4 separate regions of the Hordeum vulgare genome follow, and all the other regions are linked to region 1. A link is a contact called in public Hi-C data. All regions are on one chromosome and are shown on one strand. The core of a region is the stretch at or near the end of the contact, and the rest is flanking DNA. Distances in the headings are between cores, read along the strand shown.

What was found. Hi-C and Micro-C count contacts between places; a contact is called where the count stands out from the background.
Region 2: a contact with region 1 is called in a Hi-C map of leaf, with 3 times the contacts expected there. The contact joins the promoter of LOC123449117 here to the promoter of LOC123449126 in region 1. A contact is called at or near these places in 2 of 6 Hi-C or Micro-C datasets (leaf and seedling).
Region 3: a contact with region 1 is called in a Hi-C map of seedling, with 10 times the contacts expected there. The contact joins the promoter of LOC123449121 here to the promoter of LOC123449126 in region 1. A contact is called at or near these places in 4 of 6 Hi-C or Micro-C datasets (leaf and seedling) and 1 of 1 datasets of contacts at active chromatin or transcription factors (embryo).
Region 4: a contact with region 1 is called in a Hi-C map of leaf, with 4 times the contacts expected there. The contact joins the promoter of LOC123450658 here to the promoter of LOC123449126 in region 1. A contact is called at or near these places in 2 of 6 Hi-C or Micro-C datasets (leaf and seedling).

Annotation. Positions count from the first base shown.
Region 1 is chr4H:496,131,894-496,134,593 of MorexV3_pseudomolecules_assembly, forward strand. LOC123449126 (protein TPR3) reads left to right here and starts at 1,288. Exons shown (of 27, transcript XM_045126218.1): 1 at 1,288-1,329; 2 at 2,257-2,407; 3 at 2,506-2,685. The coding sequence starts at 2,328.
Region 2 is chr4H:495,247,301-495,250,000 of MorexV3_pseudomolecules_assembly, forward strand. It overlaps LOC123449117, which reads right to left and starts at 1,404. Exons shown (of 6, transcript XM_045126209.1): 1 at 981-1,404; 2 at 686-850.
Region 3 is chr4H:495,573,424-495,576,123 of MorexV3_pseudomolecules_assembly, forward strand. LOC123449121 (beta-galactosidase 6) reads left to right here and starts at 1,369. Exons shown (of 17, transcript XM_045126213.1): 1 at 1,369-2,315; 2 at 2,419-2,514. The coding sequence starts at 2,139.
Region 4 is chr4H:496,851,977-496,854,676 of MorexV3_pseudomolecules_assembly, forward strand. It overlaps LOC123450658, which reads right to left and starts at 1,429. Exons shown (of 9, transcript XM_045127799.1): 1 at 1,116-1,429; 2 at 907-1,081; 3 at 530-865. The coding sequence starts at 1,345.

The sequences.
Region 1 (2,700 bases), core at 38-2,537:
TGATCCCTCTCGGTACATCTTGTACGCTTCGTGTGTTGATCATCTTGATTTACTCTTTGTCTGAGATCTTGATCAACCTTGTGTCTCTATGACCATTCTTTGGATAATACCTTGAATACCATCTTGGTCATCATATAAACTCCTTGAACCCAACAGATGGACTTCAAAAAGTGCCTATGGATAAATCCTATAAATATAACTTAAGACAACCATTAGCCCATAGGAATTGTCATCAATTACCAAAACCACATATGGAGATATATGCTCTAACACCAGGAAACACCACGTCGACCTGAAGTGGAGAGGAAGGTCGGGGATTGGGGGTGGCGGCGACTGCGGCTCATGGCGGGGGTGGAGCAAGGGTAGCGAGGGATGGGGGGAGGCAACATATGATTTTGTTGGGGGGGGGGGTTTCTCCACCGTTTTTTACAGGGATAGAAAAATTGACGTGGAAATGATCGATGGGTGGGGGAGGGATGGTACGAAACGAACGACGTAGCAACTGCTTCTTTAGGACTAGAGATATGTGAGTTAGATAAGTTACTGTACTTCCTCCTTTCCTATTTTTTTTTGAGATATGATTTGGGGACTACACACGGAATAAAATAAATGAATCTATTTTCTAAAACATGTCTATATACATACGTACTCCCTCCGTCTCAAAATTCTTGTCTTAGCTTTGTCTAGAAATTAATGTATCTAAATACTAAAATTTGACTAGATACATTCATATCTAAATAAATCTAAGACAAGAATTTTGGGACGGAGGGAGTATGTAGTCTCTTAGTGAAACTTTTTTTTTTGTGCTTAATGAAATCTTTTAAAAAACTTATACTATTTAGGAATGGAGGGCGTATCATTTTTCTGGTTTTTTTAGTTTGTGTATGATTCTGTTAGGTAGTACTTGACTCGTGGAGTATCTATCTGTCTTAATAATAGCAAGAAATAGAAAAGGCCGATTTTCTTCCAGGGAAGAGCATTTAAAGGCGTCTTTTAGTCGTTGGGTACAGACTGGACACGTCTTCATTAAAAGCAAATCCAAACGCGGATTCCCTTGCGCTAATGGCGATGGAGCCCCACGGACCCTACCACTACCTCCCGTGTCCCCTTAACGTATCACATAGCGCTTATCGTATCTGATAAGCTAATATGCAGAACCTGATAACCGCACTAGCTTATCGATATGCAGCAGATCCTATCAGTGGCAATACGAGAATTTCCTATAAATAGGACCGCCGCGGTGGTTGCCCCATCCCTTGCCCTAGCCCCCAACAACCCAATTTCTCTCCCCACAGCTCTTCTCCGGTCCCTCTCCAGCCACAAAGCTCCGTAAGTGCAGCACAGCCTTTGCTTTTGCTTCTGTTCGGAATTACACAGTTGTTGGTTGGATATTTCGATTCGATCCTGGAATTTTTTTTTGGGGGGCAAAGGAATTCATCTTTTTTTTTTGCGAACCCTGGGCGAAGGAATTCTGTGTGTGTATATCCATGCCCAAAAGGATCCACATAAGGGTTGAAAAGGGGCCCTGGCTTTCCACGGGCCCGATTCCCCGCTTCAGATCTGCATTTCCGGCCGTGTTTCCCCACGCCGTGTTCAAAATTGTTGAGATACGTGCATACATACACATATGGTAGGTTTTGAAACAGATCTAGGGTTTGGGGCGAACGAACGAACGAACGCGTGCAGCGAACGTAAGGCGTAGTGTTTTCTTTTTCCTGTCCGTGTCTAATAACGATATGAAGATATTTTTATCCTGCACGTTCTCATATGTCGTCTGGGGAGTGTACGAGTAGTATATATAGACGCGCCGGGCGGGTGCCATTATCGTCTCGCCTCGTATAAATAGAGGAATTCTGCTCCCCACACCCCCTCCCCCTTGTTGACTTACGATACTGCCCCTTGCTCAGTCTCATCCTCCCGGCTCCCTCGGTCCTCTCGCGATAGGAGCCCCGCCCCACCCCGGCCGCCCCCGCCCCGCCCTCCCCGAATCGGAAGCCGCCGGATCTCCGCCGCCGGGCGCCCCGCCGCACCGTGCCGCCTCGAGCCCTCAGCCGGCCCCGCTCTGCTCGCCCCGGCGCCGGGCGGAGCGGAGGAGATCCGAGCCGGGCCCGGTTCCTTCCGCTGGTAAAAGCCCTAGCCCCCGCCTGGATCGATCTCGCCTTTGATCTGCTTTTTTTTTTTACCCGTGGCGTCGTGTTTCCGCCGCGGCTGCCGGTAATCGGGGACTGAGCCTGGAATCCGAATCTTATTCTGCAGTGGGGGGTCCTGCGCCCCCATAGGCTAGGTTTACAGCCCCCCTGGGTGGGTGAGGAGTAGGCGAAGCGAGGATGTCTTCTCTCAGCCGGGAGCTCGTCTTCCTCATCCTGCAGTTCCTCGATGAGGAGAAGTTCAAGGAGACCGTCCACAAGTGAGTGATTTTTTTTTCAAACTCAACGAAAAAAGAGACAGAAATTTGCGCTCTTCGTTTGTATTGTGTGCTCAGTCGGAGCTCTTGGTGCTGTTTAGGCTTGAGCAGGAGTCTGGGTTCTACTTCAACATGAAGTACTTCGAGGACGAGGTGATCAATGGGAATTGGGATGAGGTGGAGCGCTACCTCGGGGGCTTCACCAAAGTCGATGACAACCGCTACTCGATGAAGATATTCTTCGAGATCCGCAAGCAGAAGTATCTCGAGGCCCTCGATAAGTAAGTGCAGGGGGA
Region 2 (2,700 bases), core at 154-2,653, 880 kb before region 1:
GTGAGATCTCTGACAACTTTGTTCAAACACCAGTAAGCAAATAGGGTTAAGTGAAAGGTGTCAGGAAAATCGTCTAGGGGGTACAAGAACAGGAGCCAGGCATCTTTTTATCAGAGTTAACCACAGGATCAGATGACGGAGTTCATTGCTACCATAATATGAAAATCGTTCAGAAAATGTGTGGAGATAAAGGATTGGCCCATTTCAAAGAGCTACTCCACATCATGATTACTCGTAAGACATATTGATGATGCAGCATTGCATAGGTAAGTAGAAGCACTTTGTTGCCCTGTCAGAGCTCTAGGAACCACACAAGCAACAATTTTCTAATAATCGCAAAGTACTACAGTATATTTTTACCATTCGAAATTAGAATACTTGGTCATAAATGTCAATGGCTGGCATTCAGAAACTGAGTTAGGCATGCAAAGTTTCTGTTAAACGATTTCAGTTTAAGCCACATGGTTCTAAGTTGAGTATGACTTTTGGTTGAATTGTCCAGGAAACTTATTAGAGGTAAAAACAAACTTGGCACTATTTAAAGATACACTTTCTCCTTCTCTTCTTCGGAGCTTTTGAGCCCCTTTTCTCCTTTTATGGAACTTTTTTACTGTTGAATGTTTACTTCCATTGATGACCGTACTAACAAGGACCTGCACTAGTAACGGTCTAGTATGAACCTTACTCTGGTACAAAGTAGCACGTGATCCTCCGGCGCAGCCGCCTCACCACAAGTTCTTATTATGGACAGACACGGAACTGATCGAACACTCAAAACTGTTCTAATGATTGAGTCCATGCGCGGCAACAAAAAATTCCATTTATAGGCATGCATGAAACGGAAGTACTCCTATATATCACGGACAATAAAGCAAGAAAGCGATTAACTTGAGCCCAGATAGGACTAGAACAACAACATCACAACAAAAGTTAAAAAAAAAAAACAGAAAGCCTTTTATGTGGAGGAACTCGGCACGCACCTGTGCTCCCGATAATCCCGAAACCAGCGCAGGAAAACCGATGGGCCAGGAACCAAGAAACGAACAGCCCGAGCGGTTGCACCCAGGTGGTGGATACGGCAGGTGGTGGGGGCGGTCAAATCGAGCCCAGGCGCGACGACCAGATCAGTACGGAACGCCAGGAAGAAGGAGAGGAGGCGGAGGAAGAAGAAGATGAAGCGCGGAAGGGAGGGGATGGATTGGGCGTGGAGAAGTCGCGGCGACTGCTCATCGTTAGCATTAGGGAAAGGGATCGCCGGTGGGATTAGTGTGGATGGATGAGGAGAATTCGGGAGGAATTTTTTTTTGGATTAAAGAAAGGAGACGGCCGGGACGCGAGTGGGGGAGGGAGACGGCGAAGGTGGTGGTGGTGGATGAGGCCGGATCTTCGGAGGGCGGAACGGACGGCGGAGCGTCGAGCGCGCGGGAGCGGCGGAGGGCGGGGATCTCGAGATGTTCGTGCGTATCCGCCCGCCCAACGGCCCAACCGTCCAAGTGGATAAACAACTCACGGTGAGGCGGGCCGTGATGCTGACGTGGGGGGCTGGGGACCCATTTACCAGGGACGCTGTTTGTGCCGGGGAGGGGACTGGATGAGCGTCGCCGTTGCGTCCTTCTCATCATCCGGCGGCCGTGCTCTTTTCCGTCTTGGAAAGAAAGTTGTGGGTTTTGTTTCAAAAATCAACCCAGTTTTGCGACCTTCCATGGAAACAAAAATACTCAGAGCATCTCCTATTGTTCTCATATTTAAATGCATGAATGGCTGTGTCTATTTGTGTTAAAAAAAATAGTTATCGTATTTAAGGCATCTAAAAAGATGTTGTACACATATTGCACACATACAAAGAAACCACATGTATACATATTGCACGCACACAAAATACTAAATACATTTCAAATGAGTCCAAAACGAACAACAAATTACTCCCTCGTGTCAAAAAAAAGTCTTATATTTTGAGAAGAGTGGGTATTACATAGTTTGGCAAATTATTACATAGTGCATCAAATCCATATAACATAAATTGTTTATCAAGGTGAACAACAACGATCAACACACAATACAACAAAGTTCATCACACAAATGCAACAAGCATTACTCATATAAAGGATGTAGGAGTACCCACCACCTAGGGCGCCTCGCAGGCGGAGAGGCTCGCCTAGCCGTCTGTTGCCGGGTGGCATGCCGCAAGGACTTCTCAAGAGAGATCTGATCTTTTCGGACGGCTCATGCCCAGGCGACACGGCTGGAGGGTCCATGACGGGTGGACCAGCCAACGCGCTCGGGGCCATCGTCATTGGGTGGCTTCATCGCGTGGACTCTCACGCATGTGAGCGTGTTCGAACCTGCTTGTCGATGTCTTGGATTCGTCCGATCGCGCCAGGGAGGAGCTTCTCGGGACAACTTTGCGTCATCTGATCTGCCCCGATGTCACGCGTCCGGGTGACCCGATGATACGCCCATTTTGCATCATGTTTTCTCAATGATATTTATTGTATTTTGGATCGTTATTTCACTTTATGATGCAATCCTAATGCCCTTTCTTTCTTAATTTGCAAGTTTCACACACAAGAGGGAGATTGTTGGCAGCTGAAATTCTAGACCGAAAAGGGTTATAGAAGAGTTGAATATTGTCTCAAACTCCAAATGACCTTTAAATTTTGGAGAAATATTTTGGAATATACAAAAACACTGGCGAAGGAA
Region 3 (2,700 bases), core at 119-2,618, 560 kb before region 1:
TCAGGGATGACGATCAGGTGGTGGGTCCTTGTGACGTTGCCGGTGGCGGCGGATCTTGGGATCCCGCTTTCTGGGGACGTCGCAGGATGTGGTGGCCCGTGCAGGAGAGATGGGTTCTTCGAACAGATCTGGGTAAAAGCTTGCTTTCGGCTACTGCCAAAGCCGGCGATGGCGGCGTTGTCTACGTCATTTCCTTCCTGAAGGCATCGCTGAGGAGAAGTTCAAGGCCACTCTTTGCTACCTTCGGGGGAAACCCTAGATCAGTAGATTGGATGGCGGCGATGCTCTGGTGTTGTTTCCCTCTTGGGGGCGTCATTCATGGAGGTACACACGGGCTCGAGGGATCATTGGGCGGCATCAACGATGGAGCGGCGTTCCTTGTGACACATTGATGTCGTGGAGTCTCGGCGGCGAGGCGCAGCAAAGTCTCGACGACGGATGCGTGATGATGAGCGCGCGTTGGGAGGAGGCGTTGTCTGGCACCGTGGGGGCATCGACGGCAGGCCCTGCAAGGTCGATGCGTCAGTAACTCTTCTGAAGATGGATTGATGGAAAGCGGCGGCGACAACCTATGAGGGTGCGTTGGACCGGTTTGTGCCCCTGACCCGGTATGTGGCTCGGTCGGGGCCTTCGGCTTTAGATGTTAGGCTAGGTGAGAGGTCTGGGTATGTGGCTTACACTTTCTGCACCCCTTCATCATTGGATAGGAGTAGCGACAGATATTGCCAAGAGAACGGCTTCAGATATATTGATGTATTGCTTTATAAGATATTTGTGAATAATTAATAAAATGGCTGCATGCATCTTCCAGATGCACATGCCTGGGGTCATCCTCCTTTAAAAAAAATCCCTACGCACGGCAGCGACAACTGGCTCCTGTCTACAGCTCGCCGCGTCATCATCTTCCACTTCCACTGCTCCAAAATTAAGCCACCACTTTCCACCCTCGCCATTTCCATTTTTCTAGCACAAGATAAGAAACGAAAAGGAGATGGATCCTTCGCCGCGGGACAGTCCAGGACGCCGGCAGTGCAGCATATGATACGCGCGCGGGGACGGGGAAGCGACAAGGCCGTTCTAGACCTGAGCGGCAGACGTGGTACAACTAGCGCTACGTGCTGGTAACGGGGCTGGGGATCGACAAGCGACAACGCCGGCCGGTCACCGCACACGACCCCTGTCGGTGTAGCTAGCCGGCCCCATTTTCTATCTTTCTTTGCGAGGCCAATGCCAAGAGCACATGCCCGGAGGCGTACGGCGAGGGGGAATACTAAACGCTCTCTGCAGCAAGTAAAAAAAAGAAGAGGGGGGTGTAATTTTCAGCGAGGGAGAAAAGAGGGTGAGAGGCAGCAAGGAAGGAAGATGCTTGCATTACTCCCGCGGCCCACCCATCAATCATCCACGCCGTGTGTACCACCGAACCATCACGCCGCCGCCATTAACTACTGCTGCTAGCAACTCGCAGCAGGAGTAAATTCTTTCTCCCTCCCGTCTATCCGATCCGATCCAGTTCAATCTCGTTTTCTCATCGCGATCGCGCACCCCAGGTGTCCGCCATTGTTGCCGTTGCTTGCAAGCAGCAGCAAAACCGGACGCCCGGGGCAGGTCAAGAGCAGGGAAGATCCACGAGAGAGAACACGGCCACACTCCACACCCACCCCATTGCCTGCCGCGAGCGCGCAAAAAAGCCTTTTTAATCGCGGTGGGAGAAGGAGGAGGGGCACGGCACCACCACCACCACCGCATCCACAAACCACAAGACCACAAGGAACAAACAAAGCGAGAAAGCGAGGTGCATTTCGTTTGTGCCCTGCCCATGGGGTGTATATTAAACCACCAGTAGTGTCTCTGGTGTGTGTGCGCTCTGCTGCTCCGTTAAAATCCCATTTCGCCTGGGAAGCCAAGCCACACACCGAGGCACCGAGCTAGCAGCAGCAGCAGCAGCCTCCGGCTTCTCTCCTCTCTTTCTTTTTCTTTTCTCTCACCGCCCCCCACCGAGCAACTCCAGCTGCTGCTCGTCGCCCTCACTCCACTCCACGTCCACCGCGCTACTAGCTCGGCTAGTACACCGAACGCCATCATCCCACGAACAAGGTGCAGTCCTTGTCGCTGTTTCTTCTCAGGAGAGCGACAAAGCAATGGCGGCCGTCGGCAGGCTGCCGAGCGCGGCGGCGGCCCTGCTGCTCGCGCTGCTCTGCCTGGCGGGGACGTCGGCGGCGACCAACGTGACGTACGACCACCGCGCGCTGGTCATCGACGGCGTGCGCCGCGTGCTCGTCTCCGGCTCCATCCACTACCCGCGGAGCACCCCCGACGTACGTCCGGCTCTCTTTTGCTTTCTTTCTTTCTCGTCTGTGCGTGGCCTCTCCCTACTCTCTTCTCCGAGGATAGCTCAACACTGGCTGGCGTTGATTGCAGATGTGGCCGGGGCTGATGCAGAAGGCCAAGGACGGCGGCCTGGACGTGGTCGAGACGTACGTCTTCTGGGACGTCCACGAGCCCGTCCGGGGACAGGCACGTTCTCCACTCCATACCGGCCATCAACCTCTCTCTCTCTCTCTCTCTTGCTGCTGTGCTATTTTCTCTAGTGTCATACTACTTTCGTTTCTCCTTTTCTCAAATCATCTCCTCCAGCTGGTCGTCATGTCATGTGTGAAAGGGCAGTGCTTGCTTCCCCTGCACCCTATGCTTTATTCTTCC
Region 4 (2,700 bases), core at 179-2,678, 720 kb after region 1:
CGAACAAAGCATACATGTGATTTTTGGGAGTAATTGGTTTGGGTTTCCTTTCCCAAGTTTTGGATTTCTTGTATTCGGTTGTGAATCTATACTACTCCCTCCGTTTTTAAATATAAGTCTTTTAAGAGATTTCACTAGGTGACTACATACGAAGCAAAATGAATGAATATATAATATAAAGTATGTCTACATGCATCCGTATGTAGTCCTCTAGTAGAATCTCTAGAAAGACTTATATTTAAAAACGGAGGGAGTACTATTAAATAAGCAAACAAGAACTTTCTTAAGTGCACTCAATAAATTGACCCACAACCAACCAGCACCACAGGATTAGTCCGATAAATCAAAATCTAACCGTTATCATTAATCTAATCATAGTCTGGTGTACATTTAGCATTTTATCTTGGCTGACCGTACTCCACCAAGAGGAAAATCACGCATCCGCAGCCCCTCCCATCGCGCGATAGTTGCAGGAAAAAGGCGTCCGCAAAGACCAAAGACGCGTCCGTTTCCACGAAAAAGTAATCACCGTAAAAACGTGCCAAGAGGGGGAGGAGGAGTACCTTGAACGAGGATCTACGCGGCGGACCTCGCCGGCGCCGTCCTTGGGGAGGAGCGCGGAGACGGGCCGGTCGAGCGCGGCGGCGGGGCGCGCAAGCGCGTCGGGGGAGGAGCAGAGGAGGCAGAGGACGTCGGCGAAGCCGGCGCGTCCCATGACGGCGCCGCGTGCCGGGCCAATGGCGATGCAGGCGGTGGCGGCGGCGCGGGGCCCCTTGCGAACCGTGGCGGCGAGGTCGCCGGCGGCCACGAAGAGCGGGAGGGACCTCACGGCCGGCTTGCCGATGCAGAGGTCCGACACGTCATTGGCGCGAGCGCGTCGGGGGAGGAGCAGAGGAGGCAGAGGACGTCGGCGAAGCCGGCGCGTCCCATGACGGCGCCACGCGACGGGCCGACGGCGATGCAGGCGGCAGCGACGGGCCGACGGCGATGCAGGCGGCAGCGACGGAGCGGAGCCCCTTGCGGACCGTGGCGGCGAGGTCGCCGGCGGCCGCGGAGAGCGGGAGGGACCTCACGGCCAGCTTGCCGATGCAGAGGTCTGGCACGTCATTGGCGCGAGCGCGTCGGGGGAGGAGCAGGGGAGGCAGAGGACGTCGGCGAGTCCGGCGCGTCCCGCGACGACGCCGCGCGCCGGGCCGATGGCGATGCAGGAGGCGGCGGCGGCATGGGGCCCCTTGCGGACCGTGGCGGCGAGGTCGCCGGCGGCCGCGGAGAGCGGGAGGGACCTCACGACCGGCTTGCCAATGCAGAGGTCCGACACGTCATTGGCCAGGAGGCTCACTGCCATGCACTCGCGGGCGGGCCCTGTGCTTGTTTCGACGACGAAACCCTCATGCGGCGTGGAAGGGAAATTTTCAGGTTCACAAATGTTTCCTTTCTCTACACAATTATGAATCTTGTGTGTATCATCCTTTGGGTTTGTGTGGCTGCGGATAGGATTCAGAGTTAAATATAAAAGATGGTAGACTCATATCACCCTGTGGGTTTGGGTTTGTGCTGATAGGTACCATCAAAAGGTTGCATTACTGCTGCTACCCTTCGAATTGTGTCATCGTTCCTTCATAATTGTAATTTTTAATCCTTTGGGAATTTAGAATGCACGGGATGGTATTTCATCAAATATGATTTTTGGCTTGAACGCAGAGGTATGATTTGTAGGCTGGAAGAAACTTCATCCATATGTGATGGCCCACGAATAATTTATCGTATTTGTACAATGATTTGGATATACTGCAGATGTTTACTTGAACAAGTATGTTATCTGCCTTTATTATCCACATAGTGGTTCTAACAATACTCATGAGACAAATTTTATGGAACATGTTCTAACAATATCTTCAGGTAGAAACTCTGTTGCAGCGAATGTTATCATTTCCTACAGAAAGACAGATCGTTGGCTGTCATGAACTATTTCGGCTGGATGCGCAGTAGCCAACACACACATGAAACACTTTGAGATACATGCATATCTATAGTGCAACAACTTATGACCTAATGAAAGTGGGATGGACAGGAAAACATGTCTTTTTTAATTCCAACAGGCGATGGTGTGCTAGACGATGGAGATAATTTTTTGTTCACCACTCATCACATCTTTCAGACTTCCAACTGCTTATTCAGGTGAAGCACTCCTTCTACGTTTCTTATCTTTTTAGCTAATCCATCAAGATAGTTTGCAATTCAATGTTGTGATGACATTTTGATACTATTCTTCCCAATATAAAAGTCTGCAATATATACCTTGCCGTTGGTAGGGCTGGCTGGCGAGGGTTGTGATTTTGATGGTTGTTGTCAACGTTGAGCACTATATTATTCATGTGTTCAGTTATGACATACTAGCTTGTGTAATCAATCATTTCTAATCCAATTTTAGTATAAGTTACGACACAAAAATGATGCTTGTAATTATGTTATTTGTTATTTCTCAAATCAGCTGACAAAAATATTTTCATATTCATGAAACTCGATATCTAACAGTCATTTACATTGACCGGTATTTATTTTGCATTGAGATCAATCGGCACATGTTTCAGTCACTCGATGTCACCCGCTTTCTTACAATTTTTGATGTGAATTTGAATTCAATTTGCATCTTATGTTTTTTATGTTCCTCTTTCCTTCATTATGTTTTCATATGTTGTA